Regions from separate parts of the Zea mays genome. Here all the other regions are linked to region 2. A link is a contact called in public Hi-C data. All regions are on one chromosome and are shown on one strand. The core of a region is the stretch at or near the end of the contact, and the rest is flanking DNA. Distances in the headings are between cores, read along the strand shown. Region 1 holds the start of LOC103635017 (protein NLP3). Region 2 holds the start of LOC100501361 (Triose phosphate/phosphate translocator, chloroplastic). Region 3 holds the start of LOC103636848 (pentatricopeptide repeat-containing protein At5g66520).

Region 1 (4,294 bases), core at 1,132-3,631, 440 kb after region 2:
ACTCTGCAGAGTTTAAAACTGGTATACTAGCCATGCTCACGGTCATGAGCGGCTCGGACACTCACATGATTAATTTATGGAACTTAAACTCAATTTGTCATTTCATTGCGTCTGGGATTATTTTACTATTACTTTTATTTATTATTTCTAAGGTTCGGTATTTACTTATACTTAGTAACTGCTAATAAAATTTTGACCAACTTATAAAAGCAATGCTTAGCTTTAGCCTTTATTACTTTGATTAGCCTTACACTACACATGAACTCCCAACTTTGGTGAGTTCATGCACATTATTCCCCACAACTTGTTGAGCAATAAATAGTGTGAGCTCACTCTTGCTGTCTCACACCCCCCACAGGAGAAGAAGAGGTGGTCGAAGAGGAGCCGCCTAATACCAAGGCTTTCGACTTGATCTAGGTGGCGTCTCCGAGTCAGCTTTCTGGCGCCAAAGATAGATTTTAGTTCCTGCTATATTCATCTTTTATATTGTAAGACTTCCGCTATGTAATAAATACTCTGATTATTGTAACATTTATCTCTATACGCTCTGTTATTATATATGTTGTCTTCTTTGGCGCATGTATGAGATGCACCCGGCTTTGTCCCTTAAAGCCTGGGTGTGACAAGAATCGACTCTCCGGGTTAGAGAATCATAGAGCAGAGCTCTACCAAACGAGCCCTAAAATATATATGGACGAGCTAAACTGTTAAAATATATATGGACGAACTTTTAGCGTTTTTAGCGACTTCTACCAAATGATTTTTAGTTTTTTTTACGGCTCAAAGCCACAACAACTTTTTTCATGGCTTATAGCTCACAACCGTTTTTTATAGCCACAGTCCAACAAACAGATGCTTAGGAACTAAAGATAAAATTAGAAAAAAATGAAAGCAATGGAGATAGAAGAGCAAGATGTGGATGAAAATGTAATGTATTGATGAGCTAGCTTGTCATATATGTGGATGCGATCATGCATGCGATGCGATGGGATCCTATCTATCATTGTGTGGGCGGGGATGATGCCAACTTGTATGTATGTGTGTTGTTGTGGCCATTTGTTCAACGACACTAGCAATACCGTTGGCATCATTATTATTTGCTCAAGTTGGCGTATAGCTGCTTCAATTCCTCGCGAAAGCGACGGAAGATGCCCATTGGATCGGATCCACACACACAAAAAAAAAGGAACCGATCGATGCCTGATGGATCGGAGTGAGTGATGGTCAAATCTCGATCAGGAGTAGTCCTAGTTTCTTCTCATAACTTCAGCACCTGTAGGTGGTACTGGGGTTGGGACTCTCTCGGATGCTCTTTGTCATCTTTATTATTGAGTTTCATGTAAAAATAGTCCTTATTTTCTCTAGTACATGATTCTAGTACATGATGACAATCACACCATAGCAAAGTTGATGTGATCTCATAAGACTTACAAGTCTCACGCCGTATATCTCAATACAATGACGCACACAAGCACCAATGGATATAGGTATCTATTCCTTACTTAGGGGGTGTTTGAATGCACTAGAGATAATAGTTAGTGGCTAAATTAGCTAGAGACATCCAAACAACCTAGCTAATAGTTCAGCTATTAGCTATTTTTAGTAAATTAGCTACTAGTTAACTAACTATTTGTTAGCTAGCTAATTTTACTGGTATATTTTTAGCTAACTAACTATTAGCTCTAGTGCGTTCAAACACCCCCTTATAATCATTAGACAAAACTTATGCAAACACTAATAAAGTGATCTAACTAACATATGCCTCAACTCAAATGGTTGGTTAGTTTGGTTGGATATATATAGAGCCCTCAAGTCAAAAACAAGTCATTGAAAGTGACGTAAAAATTCTACATGCTCACCTGACAAACCCACCGCAGTCACTAATCTTCGCTAGACGCATGGACATGCTTGCGAGAATTAACCATCAATACGAACAGGTTGATGGAGATAAATATTTATTATCCTCATGCAAATAAACAACTATAATTTGATAGGATAATTGAAGTCTTTTTACATTAATTACGAAGAGGAGACCACTATAAAAACTTCTCAAGGTCTACGGTTATGTACGTGAAAAAAATCTACCTAATATAATTTATTTCTCTATTTTGTGTTTAGGTTTGTTGGTCCTCAACACCTGCCATTATGTTACCTCTATTCATTCTAACTTCACTAAGAGTCGAAAACATCTCAATTTTTTTTAAAAAAAACTTAGGACATCAAACAGATATAGCCCGTGAAATGAATTAGCAAAATACATCAAACAGATATAGCCCGTGAAATGAATTAGCAAAATAAGAAGCTCGTAAAAAAACTTAGGACATCTACACTGCCACAGCTATGATATCAGTCTAGCGCAGTGGCAGTGCAGATGCATTCACGTTAATCTTGCGGAATATTTTGATTCCGGCCTCTCTCTCTCTCTGCCAACCCACTAGTGACTGCCCAGTCAACCGCCAACCTGGAGTAATTTACTATTATATTTACTAATTATAAATATATATTATCACGGTAGCAGTAGCACCCACCCCACCTGTGTAGATTCCGGAAGCTCTCTCCCCGGCGGTAGGGGACGGAGACGGAGACGGAGACGGAGACGGAGACGGAGATGGTGCCGGGCCCACCCCAGTTGTCGACGGAGGCAGACATGGCATTATCTTATTCCGGTCCACCACGACCTTCCCGACGGGCCGCGGCGGCACACATTTGATCCCCCCCTCCCCCACATGGCACCGCACCTCACCCCTCCACCACTCCCTCCTCCCGTCCTCCTCCCGTCTCGCCGTCGCCTCCTGCTCCTCCTCTTCCGCCGCCGACGTCGCCGCTAGCTGCCGCTTTTCGCCGTCCGGTCACACTAGCACAGCCAGCAGCAGCAAGGTTTCATCCCATGGACTTCGACCCCTCCCCCGCCTCCGCCCACGGGGACGGCAGCGGCGGCGCCTGGCCCTTCGACTCGCTCACCACGTCCATGCTCTTCTCCTCCGTCTCCGCCTCCCCGCAGCTGCCGGCCAGCTCCTCGTCCTGGCTCACCCCGCCCTCGCCGCTCTGGCTCTTCGAGGACCGCCACCTGCTCCCGCTCGACGCCCCCTCCGCCGCGCCGGAGGCAGCCGTCGCAGCCGCCGTCGTCGAGGAGGTCCAGCGGGCACGCTCCGGTGAGCCTTCCTTCCTTTCTGACTACTTATTACATCGTCTCATCTCATCTTTCTTCCTTTTCCTAGGCACGATTTCGATTTCGATTTCGATGTAGAGAAAGAAAATAAGGAAAAAAAGGAAAAGGGATCCAATTCAATCTCCATGAGGAGATTCCAATCCCCTGAGATTTTGTGCTCCCAGCGCTCCTTCATGCGATTTCGGTCGATTAGATTCGCGGAAAGTTGGAATCTTGCTCATATTCCCATCACCGATACGCTAGTGCTACTGCCTACTGCTAACATTGTTATCTATCAGCTTCACGTTTGACTTTGGCATGCCACCCCTCTTATTTACTTATTTTAATTATTTTATTCCTGCTCATACTCTATATAATACAGTAAGTTATTGGCCTCCCAAAAAAACTCGTCTTTGATGAAACTGAATCTTTGCCCCGCAAGAATATGGAGGGAAAGTTATCCGCATCTCTTAGTTTGCAACGATTCGACTGCGTTCGTCTAGTTAGTGCCGCGGTGACCCTCGGTGGGGGCCACGTTTCGTTTTTAACGCTAATTTTTGCTAAGATTTGTTGATGGCAAATTGGATTCCACTACAGGGGGAGGCTGTACTCGACTAAGTTTAACTGTGCTTACAAAAAGCAAGTGCCCTCCTTTCCTGTGCCATTATTGCCCGACTCCGACTCATTCGATACTTTGTGCGCTATACAAACGTGTGGACTACTTTGCCCTGTCTCCTAGTGCTCGTGTGCTGTCTCTAAAGCTAGCTGGTGCTGTATTTACTAGATTTATCGGTGGGTTATGACGCCATGGGGCTGTATGCTAGATTGCATGTATTCCAAGTGGAAGCAGTTGGATAATGCCTTGCTTGTCTCATTATATTGCTTATCATTGTTATAGTTAAATTAAGACAATGAGATCAACTTTACTTGGTATGTGCCAAACAAACTAGGACACCGTTCCTGCATGGGCTCTACACTCTCTCTTTGTTGTGTGGTGAAGGCGAAGCATTGATGCTACTAACTTCATTGAGTTCATAAACCAATTATGTTTTTCCCAGCTTCGATGCCTGCAGTAAACTTGGTTTGTCCATAGGTAGAAACAGGGACCTAACTATTCGTTTGAGCGCTAGGAGGTTTGGAACTCAA
Region 2 (4,640 bases), core at 665-3,164:
CTATCAGGCAACTTGTGTGACTAGACATATGGGCGTCGGACTATATGCTTTGGTTCGATGAAGACTATTGGATCAATCTAATGCCACAAGTTTCTCTCTGTCTATTTTCAGAGGGCGCCAAACACTATGATTTATGGGTCAATGGTCGTTGGACTAGGAGTGTTGGACTATACTGTCATATAGTCATTGGAGGCAACAACGCTAACATTTTAACGACTAGTCCACATGGTGTGGTCTAAGGTTGTTGGACCCTGAGTGATGGTCTGGCGTGGTGGAGCGTCAGACAGTACGATGAGCCCGCATACTTCATAGTAATGGTTCCAAGGACTAATTTGCTCTTGGGACCTTATAAATAGAACTTTGTGCGTATTTGGGGTGAGCATTCTGACTTTCCAACTCGATACACACTCTAGTAATCCAAAGAAAACATCTCACTCATATTTGTTGATAGTGATTGATCCAAAGTGAGATTAGGAATCATCTTTAATGATTATATTGAGTTATTGTCCTATTAGCACTAGTAATTATTGAGCTACGTGATTCCAACTACCCTTTGTGGTTGTTGTCATCTAGATGGCTTGGACAATGGAGAATCCTTATCAGCTTTGGTGATTGTTGCTAGCTCTGGTCATCGTATTGGAAGGGGCTTAATGGTTATCCCTGTGAGGGATTCACAAAGACCAACTCTAGTAATATCGTGGCTTGTTGGAGTACCTCGAGTCATTCTTACAGCACTCTTTGTTGGTTCGGAATGTTACACGAATTAAGTATGTGACTCACCTAGTTTGGAGTCGGCATAACGAGGGCATAGGTTGCCGATAAGAACCAAAACCTCAAGGATAAATATTATGTCATCATTGCCCCCATGTAGTTTGCTCACAAACTATCCTCGCCTTCTCCATATACTTGTTACTAGCTCATTCTCTTAACATGTATCTATTATTTAGCACATAGCTTGTCTTATTTATACATATCTCTTACATGCTATTCGTTTATTTAGGGAAAATTATCTTGAGTAAAACTAGAGGAAGTAATCGCTTTAGCATATCCTTTTATTGTCCCTAGTAGAATTCGTTAGATGCATAAGTAATTTTTATGGGCTATTCACCCTCCCTCCTCTATCCATCTAGGTCTTTGTAGCAAGCGTGAGCGTTGTCGCCTTGCCAAGCAAAGGTTGTATATACAAATGTAGGAAGAAAATCTCTTGCTCTTCAAAATAACGCTATAAATGACTTACGATGACTAGTGTAACTTACTATAGCTAATTATAGGACCGTCGAAAGTTAGAATATACAAAACAATCGAAAGTTAGTTAACTTCCAATGGTTTTGGTTCTCGGAAGTCAAGTTGTTTCATGTTGTGTTTATCATTAGGATGGTTGTAGGCTTCACATAGGAGTGTATATGTTGGTAAGGAACTAGCACATTATCAACTTTTTACTAGGAGCCGTACAATGTTTACTGGAAGCAAAAAAAATCCTTAAACAAGTATATATAATGATAACTTATTTTGCTATGTTGTGTGATGGGACTAGGTTGTTGCTATGCCATGAAAAAAAATATCCATGTAGCCTGTCATGAGAAACTTGGCTGCTGATATTATATTTCTATATGGTGAGACTAGGTTGATGTAACGTCACACACACACACAAAAGCATCCGTTGTCCTGTCTCAAGGAAAATCCAATCCTGTTTGATTTCCGGCACTGTCCAACGGATTCTCAAAACAAAAACAAAAAAAACGCACCGTGACTGCTTTTGGTGCTTTGGCACGGCCCAAACTACCGGTCGGCCCGTTGTCGATTTTTCCTCACTTCCGGGTCCGGGTCCGGGTCCGGGCACCACCAGCACCACCAATCCCAAACCCGGTTGAAGCTGTCGACGGCGACGTCGGGCTCCAGCGTGGCCGTCCGCCACCCCGCGCGGCGTTGCGTGTGCTCTATCTATCCGCCCCGCGCGCTTCTCCGCCAACCAACTCCCCGGCGCCTCCCTCCTCCACCAGACCACCACCCACAAACCCTTCTTATTGATACCATCCACAGTCCCAGCCCGCGCCAGCCTCTGCCTCTGCCCCCCAGACTACCCCCTGCCTGCAGGCTCCTGCAACTGCAATGTCGGCGCTCGGGACGCTCTCCGGCGGGGCCGCCGGTGTCTCCGGCCTCATCCGCCTCCGCCGTCGGGTGGCCCCCGCGCTCGCGGCGCCGTCGCACCACGCCGCTGGGACGTTGAACTGCGCCGCCTTGCCCGATGCCGCCCCGCTCGTCTGGGGACGCCAGCTCCGCCCGTCGCTCCTCCTCCCCGCCACACTGCTCCCGTCGTCGTCGCAGGGCGCCAGGAGGCACACGCCACGGCGGCCCGCCGCAGCCGCAGGGTCAGCTGCTTGCTCGCTGGCACTCCCATCCCATGCACCAGCCACCACCTCTGTTGATGACTTGATTCCTAATTAATTACCTTGGCGACAGCAGGGAGGCCAAGTCTGTGGGTTTCCTGGAGAAGTACCCGGCCCTGGTCACTGGCTTCTTCTTCTTCATGTGGTACGTTTGTTTCTCTGCACATTTGCTTCATCACCTGTTCTGTCCTGTGTAAACATGGGCTTCTGCAGGTACTTCCTCAACGTCATATTCAACATCCTCAACAAGAAGATCTACAACTACTTCCCCTATCCATAGTAAGTAGGCAAACCTGGCAGGCTTGATTAATTGATTCATAAATAGATGAGGACCAACAACATTTTGCTCGTTGCAGCTTTGTGTCCTTGATCCATCTAGTAGTGGGTGTCGTATACTGCCTCATCAGCTGGAGTGTCGGTCTCCCCAAGCGAGCGGTAGCCCATCCCCATGCATCGTTTATCTAATCTAATGAAGGACGGACTAGCTAGTATTTCCGGCCTCATCTAGCAGTATTTCTTTGTTTTGTAGCCTATCAATGGCACGCTCCTGAAGCTTCTCTTTCCAGTCGCCCTGTGCCATGGTATTGGTCACATCACTAGCAATGTGTCCTTCGCTGCTGTTGCAGTCTCATTTGCCCACACTATCAAAGGTGATTTTTTTTCTTTTCTTCCAATTTTTTATTTCGATGTGGATTCTTCTTGCCCATGTTCTTATGTCACATACTTGCGATGCAGCTCTGGAGCCCTTCTTCAGCGCAGCTGCTACTCAGTTTATCCTTGGACAGCAAGTTCCCTTCTCTCTGTGGCTTTCTCTTGCCCCTGTTGTCATCGGTATGTAATCCTCAGTTCGATCATCATCTCATAATTAATCCTAATGCTCTAGCTAAGCGATCACATGAAATTACCTGCCAGGTGTTTCAATGGCATCCCTTACTGAGCTCTCATTCAACTGGACTGGCTTCATCAATGCCATGATATCAAACATCTCATTCACCTACAGGAGCATTTATTCCAAGAAAGCCATGGTCTGTTGTTTACGATTTGCTCTCTTGTCTTAACCATCCTTCTAATCGTTTCTGGCATTGCAGACTGACATGGATAGCACCAACGTGTATGCTTACATTTCAATAATTGCTCTCATTGTTTGCATTCCGCCTGCAGTGATCGTAAGTGTGGATTACCACAGTTAAGTAGTAGTAAGAAATAGGATTCGTGGGCCATACATACAATTTTAATGGTCCATATATGATTGTGCAGTTTGAAGGGCCCCGGCTAATGCAGCATGGATTCAGTGATGCCATTGCAAAAGTAGGCTTGACAAAGTTTGTTAGTGACCTATTCTTGGTTGGACTGTTCTACCATCTGTACAACCAGGTAACATGAATCACCCGTTTAGCAATTTTAGCTGGCTTTGGCTTGCCACATGAAGCCTAGTATTTACTGATCTACCATTTTGTTGACCAATGAATGGTATTGCAGATTGCTACGAACACCTTGGAGCGAGTGGCTCCTCTGACACATGCTGTGGGCAATGTGTTGAAGCGTGTGTTTGTCATTGGCTTCTCAATCGTTGTTTTTGGTGAGTGGACGACAGTCCCCCCCCCCCCCCCCTTGTTTTCCCCTGCTGCTGTGATGTAATGCTCTAGCTAGCTAACACTTGCTAAACCTCACAGGCAACAAAATTAGCACACAAACTGGAATTGGCACGTCCATTGCCATAGCTGGTGTTGCTATGTACTCTTACATTAAGGCTAAGATTGAAGAGGAGAAAAGGGTGAGTTTTCCTCAATACATGAAGCGGTATCAGTGGAAATGTGGATGCACATTTGATTGCTGTGCCATCTTACTATATATTTTCTTAAATCCAGAAAAAGAGCGCATGATGAGCTGACTGCTGTGAATATTTTACCTTCTGCGTCTGGGACACAACAACAACATCGTCGACAATCAAGATTATGCCTTGTTTTGTAGTATTCGTCTTGAGTCGCTTTGTTTATTACCAATCTATTATCTGGTGTTGAACAGCAGCACATTGCAGAACAGATGATCGTCGAGTGACCTTCATATACGCCTGTAACTCTCTCTCTCTCCCTCTCTCTCAGCTCAGCAGTTTAGATCGACTATACTCATTGGACATGGACCTATCTATATATCTTCTTTGTAAACAGGACAGAGTCGGACTCCTGCTGCAGTATTATCAACTCATCTATTTTAAACTCTTTAAGTTGGATTTATTTTCAATTTTTTTTGTGC
Region 3 (4,684 bases), core at 710-3,209, 350 kb after region 2:
CGAATATAGATATGAATGGGTACTACCATATCCATATACCCATGAGTAAATTATACATCCATCATAATATTATTATCAATAATGAGCATATCTTAGCTAAAGAAAATCCTTCTCTGAATATTATTTTTTAACTACTAAGTTATGTAATCACATGATTTCTATATTTTAAGGTGAACTTATATTTGTGTGTTTATTTGACATTTTAAGTGATAGAAATATTAGAATTTAAGACCTTTCTAGTGAGTACGGGTTACTCGACGGGTAAAATTATCCGCACAAGTACAAATATGGGTAAGATTTAATATCTACGAGCGTATTTGGGTAACCCAACAAATATAATTTTATTAATGGATATGAGTATGAAATGGTACTATCCGACAGATATATAGTCGTTACATCCCTATCCTATGCGTCTGAGTGGAAAATGGTACCACATAAATTATATGCACGAGGCATGCGGCACGTGTGGCCACCGCTGGCATGCGTCTGAGTCTGATCCGATCCTTCACACAAGACATAAACAACAACTAGCCAATTGCTCATATTTTAATACGGTTGTTATATATTATATAAATAGGTCTGTTAGTTAGCTCCAAATTTATGGAGCTGTGGGCGTAGGTTCGAGTGCTCTCTCTATACTTTTTTTTACAGTGTGGTAGCTGCGTGGGCGGGATCGGGTGCTGAGCAAACACAGTAACCGACTGCGCGAGCACTAGGGTCCACAGGGTAGTAGCTGAGAGAGTGTTGCGCGGATGTTCGGCGTGGGGCCCATAGGACACGACATCGAGGCGGGGCGCGTGGGGTCGGAGAGCCAGTCGGGACACGTGGAGCGGATCCAGTGTGTCAGCGCGGAGGGTGAAGTCGTAGTAGCACCAGATAACTACATTAGGTTCTTAATAGAGTAGTATAGAATGAGCTGCGCTTCCCTGCCCTATAGATGGCCAAATGTGCGTGCCAAAATGGGCTGACACTAAGCACGTCACGATCGTAGTGTTTCGGCACGACACGGGCACGAGCACGATTCATATAGTGCTAGTGCTGACGCGACACAGGTCTAGTACCGTGCTTGAACCGCCACTCCGACACGATAGACTGGCACGAGCACGACACGACACGATTAAGTGACCGACACAGTTAGACATTACTTAGACCAACCAATGATATATAAATATAATTGTGACATGTGCTTGTTATTGTAAATTATTCTTTGTGATGTTTTAAATATAATGAGTTCAGGAATAAATATTCAAGTTTTAAAATTATATATAATTTATATTTTTTGAGCTTTTAAAATAAAATAGTGTTTGAACTGATACAGACACTATTATATGTTAGTGTCGTACCAGTACGACATGATTATACATTATAGGTGTAGTAACTAGGCCGCTAGTGCCGCACGGGCGCACGGCAAGACACGGTTAGTAGTAGTTTGTAGTAGTGTGGTGCCGTGGTGGCTAAGAGCAACTTCAATAGTTGTGTAAATTTTAGCTCTCTAAATCACAGATTTAATAAGTTGCTAAATGGTTTTTGGAGTAAAAAAATGTGAGTTCTCCAATAGTTCTCTAAATATAGGTTGTAATTTTGTTTTGTATCTATCCACATAAAAAATAAGTTACAAAAACTATATAATGCAGTCTAACATTTTTATTTAGGGAGTTGATAAATGATTGCCAAATGTAGAGAGAAAATAAGGTTAGATGACAAGTTGTTAAATTTAGAAAGTTCGTTTAGAGAACAGTTGGAGAATAGATTTTATGTTAATTACCTAAATTATTGATTTAGGAAGTCTTTTAGAGAACTACTGGAGTTGCTCTAATAGTGCTATGCCGTGCCGGTGTTTGGCCTAATACACCCTGGCCACGCCGCTGTGGCCGGCCGCGCGCACCCGTCTCGACGTCTCGTCGCCTCCGCGGCTGCTGCACCACAGCCACAGCCCACAGGTGCCTGCCCATCTCCATCTCTTTTAACTTCCCCTCCCTCGCCCTCCTCGACTCCGCGGACACACGTCATTAGATGTTTGGTGTCGCGGGCTACGTGGACCTGCTGTCGCGATGCGGCGAAGCGCGGGCGATTGTGCGGATCCAGGCGGCGCTGCTTACGTCCGGGCAGCTCCCGCGGAGTGTGGAGCTCCACGACGCGCTCATCCGGGCCCTCTCCCGCTCCGCGCGCCCGCACCTCGCGCTTCCGCTCTACGCCCACCTCCTCCGCGCCGGCCTCCTTCCCACCCCGCACACCCTTCCTTCCCTCCTCAAGTCCATGGCGCTGTCCCCGGCAGTACCGGGCGCCGCGGTGCTGGCACTTACCGTGCACACCCACGCCGTCAAGCTCGGTCTGGACCGGTTCGTCCTCGTCAGCAACGCGCTTATCCGCGTGCACGCGGGCTTCCTCGGCAGCCTCGCCGACGGGCTTCTCCTCCTGCGGACGGCCGCTGCAGTGGATGCCTCGACGTTCAACACCCTCATCACCGCCTACGCGAGGGCGGGCCGGCTCGCTGACGCCCGGGCACTGTTTGACGAAATGCCTGCGAGGAATGCTGTGTCTTGGAGCGCCATGGTGAATGGGTATGTTCAGGCCGGTGATGGGAGGGAAGCACTGAGGATATTCGCGCGGATGCAGGCTGAGGATGTCCGCCCGGATGACACAGTGCTCGTGGGGGTGCTCGCAGCTTGTGCACAGCACGGGGCACTGGAGCAGGGGAAGTGGGTGCATGGTTACCTCAAGGCTCATGGCATTAAGATCAACCTGTTTTTTGGCACTGCTTTGGTTGATATGTATTCCAAGTGTGGTGAGGTGCAGCTCGCAATGGACGTTTTTGAAAGAATGCAGTACAAGAATGTGCTGGCTTGGACTACTATGATAAAAGGACTGGCAATGCACGGACGAGGTTCGGAGGCTGTAATGCTCTTCGCTCAGATGGAGAGCTCAGGTATCAGACCGGATGACATTGCCTTCATTGGTGTGTTGTGTGCGTGCACACATGCAGGGTTGGTTGACAAGGGCCGAGAGCTTTTCGATTCGATGGTGAGAAAGTATGGCATTAAACCAAAGATTGAGCACTACGGATGCATGGTAGACCTCCTGGCACGAAATGGCTTTCTTTATGAGGCCAAAGAGATGATTCAGAAAATGCCCATGGAACCCGATGCCTTGATCTGGGGAGCTCTGATGGCTGGTTGTAGATTTCACAAGAATGTGGAATTCGCCGAGTATGTTGCCAAGCATTGGATCTTGTTGGAACCTGACAAAAGTGGCGCTTATGTACTTCTATCTAACATTTATGCTGCATCAGGTAGGCATGCTTCTGCTAGGGAAATCAGGCACCTAATGCGTGAAAAGGGAGTTGACAAGACACCTGGTTGTAGCACTGTGGAGGTTAATGGAGTTATTCATCAATTCATTGTTGGAGATCTCTCTCATCCTCGCATAAAAGATATTTTGTCAAAATGGTATGAGATTGATACTAGAATTAGATTGGAGGAGGGTTACATCCCAGACATGAAGGAAGTTTTGCTTGACATCGAAGAAGAAGAGAAGGAGGGTGCTCTTAGTCGGCATAGTGAGAAGCTGGCAATTGCATTTGCTTTGATTAGTATAAGTGACAATATGCCTATTCGGATATTCAAGAACCTTAGAGTTTGCCATGATTGCCATCATGTTACCAAACTAATATCCAAAGTATATGGGAGAGAAATTGTTGTTAGAGATAGAACACGCTTCCATTTGTTCAAAGAAGGCACCTGTTCTTGCAAGGACTATTGGTAGCAGTTAACACCTTTATGCTCAAATCTCTACTGTATAAAGCACCAGTTTCCATGGTTCCACAGTCGTGGTTCCCTTTCCCCTCTCGCTTTATGCAAAATAAGATAAAATTTTGTCGAAGTGTTTTCCGTAGTGACTGATAAGCTAGCTGCAGATCCAGGTTTCCCGAAATCATGCAATTCTTCTCTACTTGTGATATATCCGGAATGTTTTCCGAAAATATACTGACGGGACAACCATTCGATTTATGCACCAGGTGTCACAGTTGGGTTTGAAACTTGTGTCACCAGTTCTTAGCTTATCAACCATTAGTCCACCACCTAGCTAACTTGTAAAATGGTGTTCTACGTTCATATTTTTCATTTTTTGCGTAGTGACTGATAAGCTAGCTGCAGATCCAGGTTTCCCGAAATCATGCAATTCTTCTCTACTTGTGATATATCCGGAATGTTTTCCGAAAATATACTGACGGGACAACCATTTGATTTATGCACCTGGTGTCACAGTTGGGTTTGAAACTTGTGTCACCAGTTCTTAGCTTATCAACCATTAGTCCACCACCTAGCTAACTGTAAAATGGTGTTCTACGTTCATATTTTTCATTTTTTGTTTTGGCATCTATGAGACTCTTGGAATCAGTTGTGGAACCTCTTCAGGGCTTGTTCATTTCACCGTTAATCCATGTGGATTGGGCGGTATTGAGTCGGTTTAAATCCATAGCAAGTCAAAATACATCTCAATTCATTCCAATACACTTCAATCCACATGGAATTGGAATAACCGAACAAGGCCTCAGTTTTTTTATTATGTCGTCGACTAAGTCAAGCCAACAACATGATTGCGCTGCACACATGTATTGCTTCCTGCTCCATATATTCCAATCACCATGCAATTACTCACTGGAATATGGTGAAATATCCTGAGC

What was found. Hi-C and Micro-C count contacts between places; a contact is called where the count stands out from the background.
Region 1: a Hi-C map of endosperm shows a contact between it and region 2, with 3 times the contacts expected there. The contact joins the promoter of LOC103635017 here to the promoter of LOC100501361 in region 2. A contact is called at or near these places in 6 of 25 Hi-C or Micro-C datasets (bundle sheath, ear, endosperm and 2 more).
Region 3: a Hi-C map of ear shows a contact between it and region 2, with 3 times the contacts expected there. The contact joins the promoter of LOC103636848 here to the promoter of LOC100501361 in region 2. A contact is called at or near these places in 9 of 25 Hi-C or Micro-C datasets (bundle sheath, ear, endosperm and 4 more).

Annotation. Positions count from the first base shown.
Region 1 is chr8:30,082,512-30,086,805 of Zm-B73-REFERENCE-NAM-5.0, reverse strand. It overlaps LOC103635017 (protein NLP3), which reads left to right and starts at 2,381. Exons shown (of 5, transcript XM_008657585.3): 1 at 2,381-3,152. The coding sequence starts at 2,888.
Region 2 is chr8:30,519,977-30,524,616 of Zm-B73-REFERENCE-NAM-5.0, reverse strand. It overlaps LOC100501361 (Triose phosphate/phosphate translocator, chloroplastic), which reads left to right and starts at 1,914. Exons shown (of 12, transcript NM_001196104.2): 1 at 1,914-2,369; 2 at 2,464-2,532; 3 at 2,601-2,666; 4 at 2,744-2,822; 5 at 2,917-3,037; 6 at 3,123-3,218; 7 at 3,300-3,412; 8 at 3,476-3,553; 9 at 3,645-3,761; 10 at 3,867-3,966; 11 at 4,061-4,161; 12 at 4,256-4,640. The coding sequence starts at 2,110. The coding sequence ends at 4,270. It also overlaps a transcript of LOC100282723 not described here.
Region 3 is chr8:30,174,772-30,179,455 of Zm-B73-REFERENCE-NAM-5.0, reverse strand. It overlaps LOC103636848 (pentatricopeptide repeat-containing protein At5g66520), which reads left to right and starts at 1,959. Exons shown (of 5, transcript XM_035961651.1): 1 at 1,959-4,684. The coding sequence starts at 2,014. The coding sequence ends at 3,762.